Regions from separate parts of the Danio rerio genome. Here region 1 is linked to region 2. Evidence: chromatin contacts called from public HiChIP or PLAC-seq data. All regions are on one chromosome and are shown on one strand. Each heading gives the region's core, a stretch centred on a gene start, on an enhancer-like site or on the middle of the called end of the contact. The rest is flanking DNA. Distances are from core to core; before and after follow the strand shown. Region 1 holds the start of tbx2b (T-box transcription factor 2b). Region 2 overlaps bcas3 (BCAS3 microtubule associated cell migration factor).

What was found. HiChIP or PLAC-seq counts read pairs in DNA pulled down with a chosen protein or histone mark.
Region 1: an H3K4me3 HiChIP or PLAC-seq map of embryo shows a contact between it and region 2, with 12 times the contacts expected there. The contact joins the promoter of tbx2b here to the enhancer-like site in region 2. A contact is called at or near these places in 6 of 18 Hi-C or Micro-C datasets (caudal fin, embryo, hematopoietic stem cells and 1 more) and 2 of 4 datasets of contacts at active chromatin or transcription factors (caudal fin and embryo).

The regions. Positions count from the first base shown.
Region 1 is chr15:29,848,680-29,852,227 of GRCz12tu, forward strand. tbx2b (T-box transcription factor 2b) reads left to right here and starts at 2,100. Exons shown (of 7, transcript NM_131051.1): 1 at 2,100-2,870. The coding sequence starts at 2,509. It overlaps si:ch211-229g11.6 (a long non-coding RNA gene), which reads right to left and starts at 1,818. Exons shown (of 2, transcript NR_170084.1): 1 at 1,278-1,818.
Region 2 is chr15:29,545,224-29,548,956 of GRCz12tu, forward strand. The region is part of intron 15 of bcas3 (BCAS3 microtubule associated cell migration factor); the gene reads left to right. Among named protein-coding and RNA genes, the nearest start is that of bcas3, 110 kb to the left of the region's middle. Within about 2 kb of position 2,463, at least 3 of the 62 cell types and tissues checked have an H3K27ac peak or open chromatin away from gene starts, as enhancers often do.

The DNA of each region.
Region 1 (3,548 bases), core at 850-3,349, 300 kb after region 2:
GCCTGCATTTCCAATATTTTAGTGTCAGTTTTAATAAATCCCGCTTTAGTTCTGTGTGTTCACTCGTGGCATCGGCAACAAGTGTCTGCCTGCTTTGTCTCTTTTTTTTCTTCTCTGCTTACTGTGCAGATTTAGCCATTCTTATTCATTATTGAGGTGTGAGAGTAATCTCATTTCACAACAGATATAATAAAATGTCTAAATATGCTTGCCCTTTTTAATGAACAAGAGAAAAAAATCGAAAAACGCACAATTAAGTAATGTAGCAGTGCTCATTTTGGCTGCAAAAATCGGCATTTCGCCATGCTCTTTATTAAATAATAATAATAAAATCAAACTATTATCTTTAAACAACTTTACGTCCAATCCAGTAGACTAAATATCACAAATTGTAAAACTAAATACAAAAACACTTTATTATACGTCGTCGTCTTTGTTAAATAGACACTGCAAACAGCCTATAAAGTTTTTGACCAGCTGTTCATATTCAATTCACGCTGATTTTAACTTCATAACATTTCAGTGCAATATAAGCAATATAACAAATATAAGCTTTCGGATCCTGTATGGCAAAGAAAGGGTTAAACATACAGCCTGTCATCATGTTCTGCTGATTTGTATCGAAGTGTAAAAGTGACAACATTCCGCAAACGGTTGAATCTGTCCGCACAAATACAAAGATGCGTTTTGGAAATGCGGGAAGTATTCATATGACCGAAAACTATACATTGATAAGCTAACTTAGTCACTTGAAGACAAAGACGGCAAGCGCAAACCAAAACTTTGGCGTAAAGGCTAAAAGGATTGGAGTGCACTGTTAGAGGATTTTGGAGTAAATATGAACTGACAAGGGACGGTTCTTGCTGCGGTACGTCAGCCGACTGGCGCCAAGCGGCTATCTAACAAACCCAATCCAAGTAAATCTAGAGTCCACGAGTGGATTTCTTAAAGGTATAGACTACGCTCACGGCTCGACGCACTGCTGAAACTACAGGGCGAAAGTAGATGGGGAATAGTGGTCTTGCACTTAAATGCGTTGAGATGTAGAGACGTTTAAGTAACTATATTTCGAGGACAGAGAGGAGCGTGTTGTTTTCGCACACCTAAACACTGCGTGAAAATATCGTCTGCGCACAAAGAAAAATAAAATAAAAAATGCCTTATTATAACGCACTTAACATTCCATAAACACATGTATATGCATATTACCGCATATGGAGTAAATTAAAAGTTAACCGCAGATGCTTGTTAACAGTCAAGAGTAATGCAGCACTCACCAAAATTATCTTTACATTGGTCTTTAGATTCCATCAGCTCTCTTCCTTTTTCTTCATAGCGCGTGGCTATGCGCTTTGAATGACCCGGGGCAGAATTGAAAGTACCAATGTCCGGTTATTGGCTGATGTTCCCCACATGAAGTCAGTCGCGACACACGAACGAAGTACGGAAATTGTTATTCACACAGTGTTACGCTGAATTCAATTCATACGCACAACAAGGTCCTTTGGCTATCAGTGTGCACTTCTGTATCATTAACAAAATACGTACGCGCCACTTCAACATACAGCGAACATGAACGTTGTTTTGTGTGTGCTATTTTATTGACTATTGCGAAAAGTTATCTTCAATTCACGATGCTTTAAATGTGCTTGTAATGTAAAGTTTATAGTATTTGCGCTGATTTTCTCATAAGAGTTTGCAACGTTCTCATTTACACATCAATAATCTTAAGTCTTGGTTGTCTGTGTATCGGAAAGAGTGTTTTGTTCCTCGAACAAGGAGGCATCGTAATTATAAAGCGTAAGCCGACCGAGGTGCAGTCACCACCGGCTAAGCACTGAGGGCTGACCCGGTCCTTGGCTTGGAGACGGGGGTGGGATTTCCCGATCTTTTCTGTCATTGGTTAATATTTTATTCTGTTGACATGTTTTCTTACTGCTAATGCTTCCGACACCTTCTTGTCCACCCCCTCTCCTTGAGCCTGGCCGGAGCTGTCAAAACCACGCCTATAGAGGCCCACAATTGGTCCAGAAAGCGTAAAATCAGCAATCAAGGGGGCTTGGTTCATTAGTGCTGAGATCAGAGCAGGAAGGACATGTGAGATAGTTACAGTTGTACAGTGGACAGGGCAAGATCTAACCATTTCAACTCCGTGTCTGGGTAGAATGACTGCGCTTGAATGGACATCCGCATCGAAAGAGTAATCTGCTTTTTTATGAGAGCAACTGTTGGCGAACAGGAATCCCCAAATCTGCCTTCAAAGCGTCCTTGCGCTCACTTTGACTGATATTATTACGGGGACTTCGTGGAAACTAGCAGCTACGGGAGTTAAAGTGGAAGATCCTACCGCTGTCTGCTCTCGCCTTTTCGCGATACGCATTTTGCCAAAATTGCCTCGCTGCGCTTTTTCTTCTCGTAGTGAGAAGATCTGTCTTCTGGATACGCGCTCCTTTTTAGCCAGAGAACACCTCTAAATATATCTTTTCACTACGTTTGTTGGATGCACCGATGAGAGATCCAGTTTTTACAGGGACTGCGATGGCTTACCACCCTTTCCACGCTCACCGGCCGACCGACTTTCCCATGTCAGCTTTTCTCGCGGCCGCGCAACCTTCCTTTTTCCCGGCGCTGACCTTGCCTCCCGGGGCTCTCACAAAGCCGATCCCGGACCATACCCTGGCCGGAGCCGCGGAGGCTGGGCTCCATCCGGCTTTGAGTCACCACCATCAGGCAGCTCATCTTCGCAGTCTCAAGAGCTTGGAGCCAGAGGAAGAGGTTGAAGACGATCCAAAAGTCACACTGGAAGCGAAGGATCTATGGGACCAGTTCCACAAATTAGGAACAGAAATGGTTATTACGAAATCTGGCAGGTGAGTTCACACTTCATCTGTTAATAGTATTTTGTTGCAGTGTTTACGCGATTGAATGTTGTGATCCTGTGAACGTTTCGTATTTATTCTACAGTAAATTCGCCGTGAATTGCAAGAATAAAAACATAAAATAAAACTGTTTCGCTCGATGTTTAATTCAGCAGGCCCAGTATATTCATTGCTGATCCTCGGATTTATGCATTCGCTGTCGTACAACATTTCTCCATAATTTCCTTATTAATGTCTTGAGCCATGAACTGGCTGACCCAATTATTATGTCAAAGAGGCTGTGGAAATGAATGTCTTACTGTCAGAACAATGGGGACCTCCAAGATTCATCTGCTCATTTGATTTAGGGAAACGAAATGGGGAAAGTACAAGCGATGCGTATTCTGTGGCTAAGCGAAAGGAAAATAGTTGAGGCTTTTTGTTGCTTGCATCAGAATCAACAAACATTGACTTTCATTGAACGGTGTGGTACAGTTAAATTGTGTTTTATTTTATTTCTTTGAAGACAAATGTCCTTGTTGGCCTGTCTATGTTCTGAGGTGTACTATGTAAATATCCTGTCAAAAACATAATATTTGAGTGGCGAGCTAAATAATCTGGAGCCAAGTCAAATAGTAATATTTGGTTTGTTGTTTGTGTATATATATATATATATATATATATATATAT
Region 2 (3,733 bases), core at 1,213-3,712:
AAAATTTGTTTTCTGTGTTTGTTTTGGGGTTTTTTATACACGTGTTAAAATATGTATTAAGGTTGGTGCTTTATTTATTTATTTATTTATTTGTGTTTTTCTTATATTTATTTATATTTATTTTAATTTATAATTTTTTTTATATATACTACTTCCCTGTATTTGTTTTTGTATTGTAATTAATTAAATTTGTTCAATATGTATGGTTTGGCTTATTTGTTTAATTAATCTAATCATGTATTAGTATTACTAATATTAATAGGACAACAATAAGTATACAATTTGTATAATTAATTATAAATAGTGTAAATAATTAATTATTAAATAATAATAGGCTTCTTTTTTTTTTTTTTTTTGTGTAGTCGTGTTTATTTTTGTGCCTGGTACCTACCTTATTTTTTAAACTTTTATGTATCCGAACTGAGATTTCAGACTAAGACTAAGTTGTTTTTATTGATATCACTGATACTATATATCACATTTTTAAGACTCATTAACTGAATATTGAGATTGTTGTGTTCACATCGCTGTCCATAACAGTTGTAACAACAGTTGACTGACATCCTTGTGCTTTTTAAATGAACATGTCTTTTTTTTGTCCGACAAATCAGCATAGGGTTTCATTTAGACATGTCTGAAATGACACTGCAGCGTTCATGACTGGGAGGAGAGAATACGCTTCCCACTTACCCATAAGTAAATTGACATGATCAGATTACGTGCTCCTGATCAGAGCCACATGCCGAGGTGCATTGATTGAGTCTGCGGATGCCTTCCTGTTCATCTTCTCATGCACCGTTTGCGAAGTCTGCTCGTCTGAGGTGAAACATCCTCACACACACACATACACAGATTGCCTTGCAAACAAACCCTCTCACATATGGTTTGAGTAAGGCTGTTATCTGAGCCACAGAAGAGTGTAGATTCCCACTGTCACCAAGGTGCTCCTCTGATGAGCTGTAAATGCTGACATGTTGTAAACTATTGGATCTGATTTCAGACAGCCTCGTAGCGAGATGTTCGTATGTAGTTTGGTTAATAAATTACACGCATGAGAACGCGTTCTTTGTTCTATGCCTATAATGCAGCAATGAATAAATCTGCAATAGCTTGTAATCATGCAGCGACTTTTGCAGTGAAATCAGCACATGGAACGAGGAGGAAACAGAAAATGTACGATTCATGTCTCATGGTGAAAATTTAAGTGTGGCACGAAGTCTGCTTGTAGTCAGGAAGTTTCATATAATGTTTCTGCTCATTAAAGCCAATGTCGTGCAATCCTGAAAACTTTGAGGAGGGGGGAAAAAAAGCTCTGCTGTCACTTTAAAAGCACTCTCGTTCACCAGCAGTCAGGGAAAAGACTGGCAGTTGGCCATTTTCACATAGGCTGGCTTGACCCCTCTGTGAAAGCCTGAAAATAGCAGCTAGCAGATACTGTAAAAGCAGAGGCAACCAGAAATGGCTTTTCCACCAAAGTCTGATTTCTTTTGAAAACACTAAATCTTGTGAAGTTTATTTTCTTTGCAGCATCTGTGTTTTATAATGGTCCTTTTAATTTGTTTTCACTTTGTCCACAGGGATTGCTTTTATCCGGCACTTTCTGGCCTCTCCTTTTACTTACTTTCCTTTTTTTCCCTCCACCTTCCACTTGTAGTACTCCTCCTTTGAAAGTGTGTATTTTAATAATGATAGCTCTGGGAATTGGCACAGGCAGGCTTGACATGACAGCGCCTTCCCCCTGAGTGCGGCGGTACCGCCATTGTTCCTTTTCCTCTCCACTCATCCCTCTATTTTTTTCTTCCCCTCTTAATCCCAATCTGCTGTGAACTACGCTCTTACAGGAGCATGTCTGGGAAACCTGGACAAGCGCGAAAGACATGAATGGGTAAAACAGAATATATATCAACCTTTTCCCAAACAGGGAGAGAGCAACATTTTTTTCTGTTCTTCCGCAGATGCTCCTAAAGCCTGGTCATTTCTCAACGACTGACACTTTGGAACGTCGTGCAATATTTTGTCCCCAGGCACGTTTCGCGCATCGGTGCCTGTCGAGGTCACGTTGTTTATTTCACTTCAGCGTTGGTGTGGACGCTGTTTGCGTAGGAATGTTGTTTTTTCTAGCTTCTGGTGTGCAAATCGACCAAATAACGAATGGAAAGCGTCAGTTTAAATGGATCGCTTGTGTTCATTGCTTTATCAGATGCAAATAGAACAGCTTGAGGGGGAAAAACAAGATATCAGTGACAGGGCTGGCCAGGTCTGTGCCATTAGAAGAAAATGCAAATGGAGCGGAGTGAGCTCGAACAGAAGGGTCAGGTGACAGAGGGCGACCCGGCCGGCCTCTTGGAGTTAGACCTGCGACGGCTGTGGATTTGCATTGATGGATCTTCTTTCCATTGGCTTGTCATGTATCACTGCGCAGGCCATCACACATGAGTCATTAATCAAATGACGGCTCCATAAGCAGGATCGTTTTGACTGGCCAGGCGCCTTGCCTCTCTCGGACGTGCCATTCTTGAGGGTTTCGTCCAAGCCTGCCACACTCTGGTTTACGTCATCCGGTGGCTGAGTTTCACATCATCCCGTGCAAGAGGCGTCTGCTTATATATATTTTTTTTGAGGGCTTAAGCTCTGCCGGCGTGACGATGTTTGCATGCGTGTCCGGGTTTTGATTTAGTGTTGGTTCAAACGTGCACAGAGACTGAGTGTGTCCTTCTTGGAAAGATGCTAAATTCATTAAGATTTTTCTTCCTCTACTCCTCGTCTTTGTCCATCAGAAGCACCATCATGGGTTTTCAGGCTGCTTCCTGTTCGAATTCCTTTTCTTTTCTGCTGCTCTTGCACACAAAAGGTGGCTGCGCTTGGGGTGTAGTGGTTTTGAAATGTGAAGGGCCCTTGAGATCCGGGCCCTGTGTGGAATGGCGCAGGGGTTTGTGTAATGTCTCCAGCCAAAGCAGGCCTTTATCGAGGGCCATGAGGCCTAAATGGCCTCTCTTTGGTTAAGCACAAAGACAGCGTTTCTGGGTATTAGAGAGAGACAGAGAGACTGGCTAATGATCTAAAACCCCTCCAACACTGTGGCACGGCCGCTCTCAGCGCTTTTGCCCTCAGATAATCATTGTTTTGTGTCTCAGGTATTTCTCCAACCCCCTGAATACCCTCTTCCTGGCCTTATTACAATGGAAGCAAGGAAAATGTTCGTTGAGATTATTGGGCTGCCCCGAAATATTGTATGTCGAAAGGGGAAAAAATAATGGAGTTAAAAAAACAAAAAAGCCGCACTTCAACTTTGTTTGGAATATTTGAGTACATGCGCACTATATAGTTTTTTGAAGTGCATGGAAGCATTGATCAAATTGATCCCTGTACTAGTTAGACTGAGAAGCAACACATTAAAAATAAAAACAGATGAAGGTGGATAATAAAGAGCAGAGCTGTAGAAACCTTGTGTCTGATTTGTTTTAGTTTCTGAGAAGATATAATAAGTTATGAATTAATCCTTTGTATTTTAGCTGTTGGCCATTCATCACTATTCTTATATTTTTTTATACAAGCATTTAATAAGACTTATTTTTAAAAATTTAATGTCATTTACACACTTAAAATTAATTGATAGCTGAATTTTAAGCAGTCGTTATTTTTAGAATTATTGTAGTATACTAATTTTAATTGCTCAGTGTTGAAAATAGAATGCTTAAAAGAGCAACATTTTATTTCTAAAAGGTTTAAACAT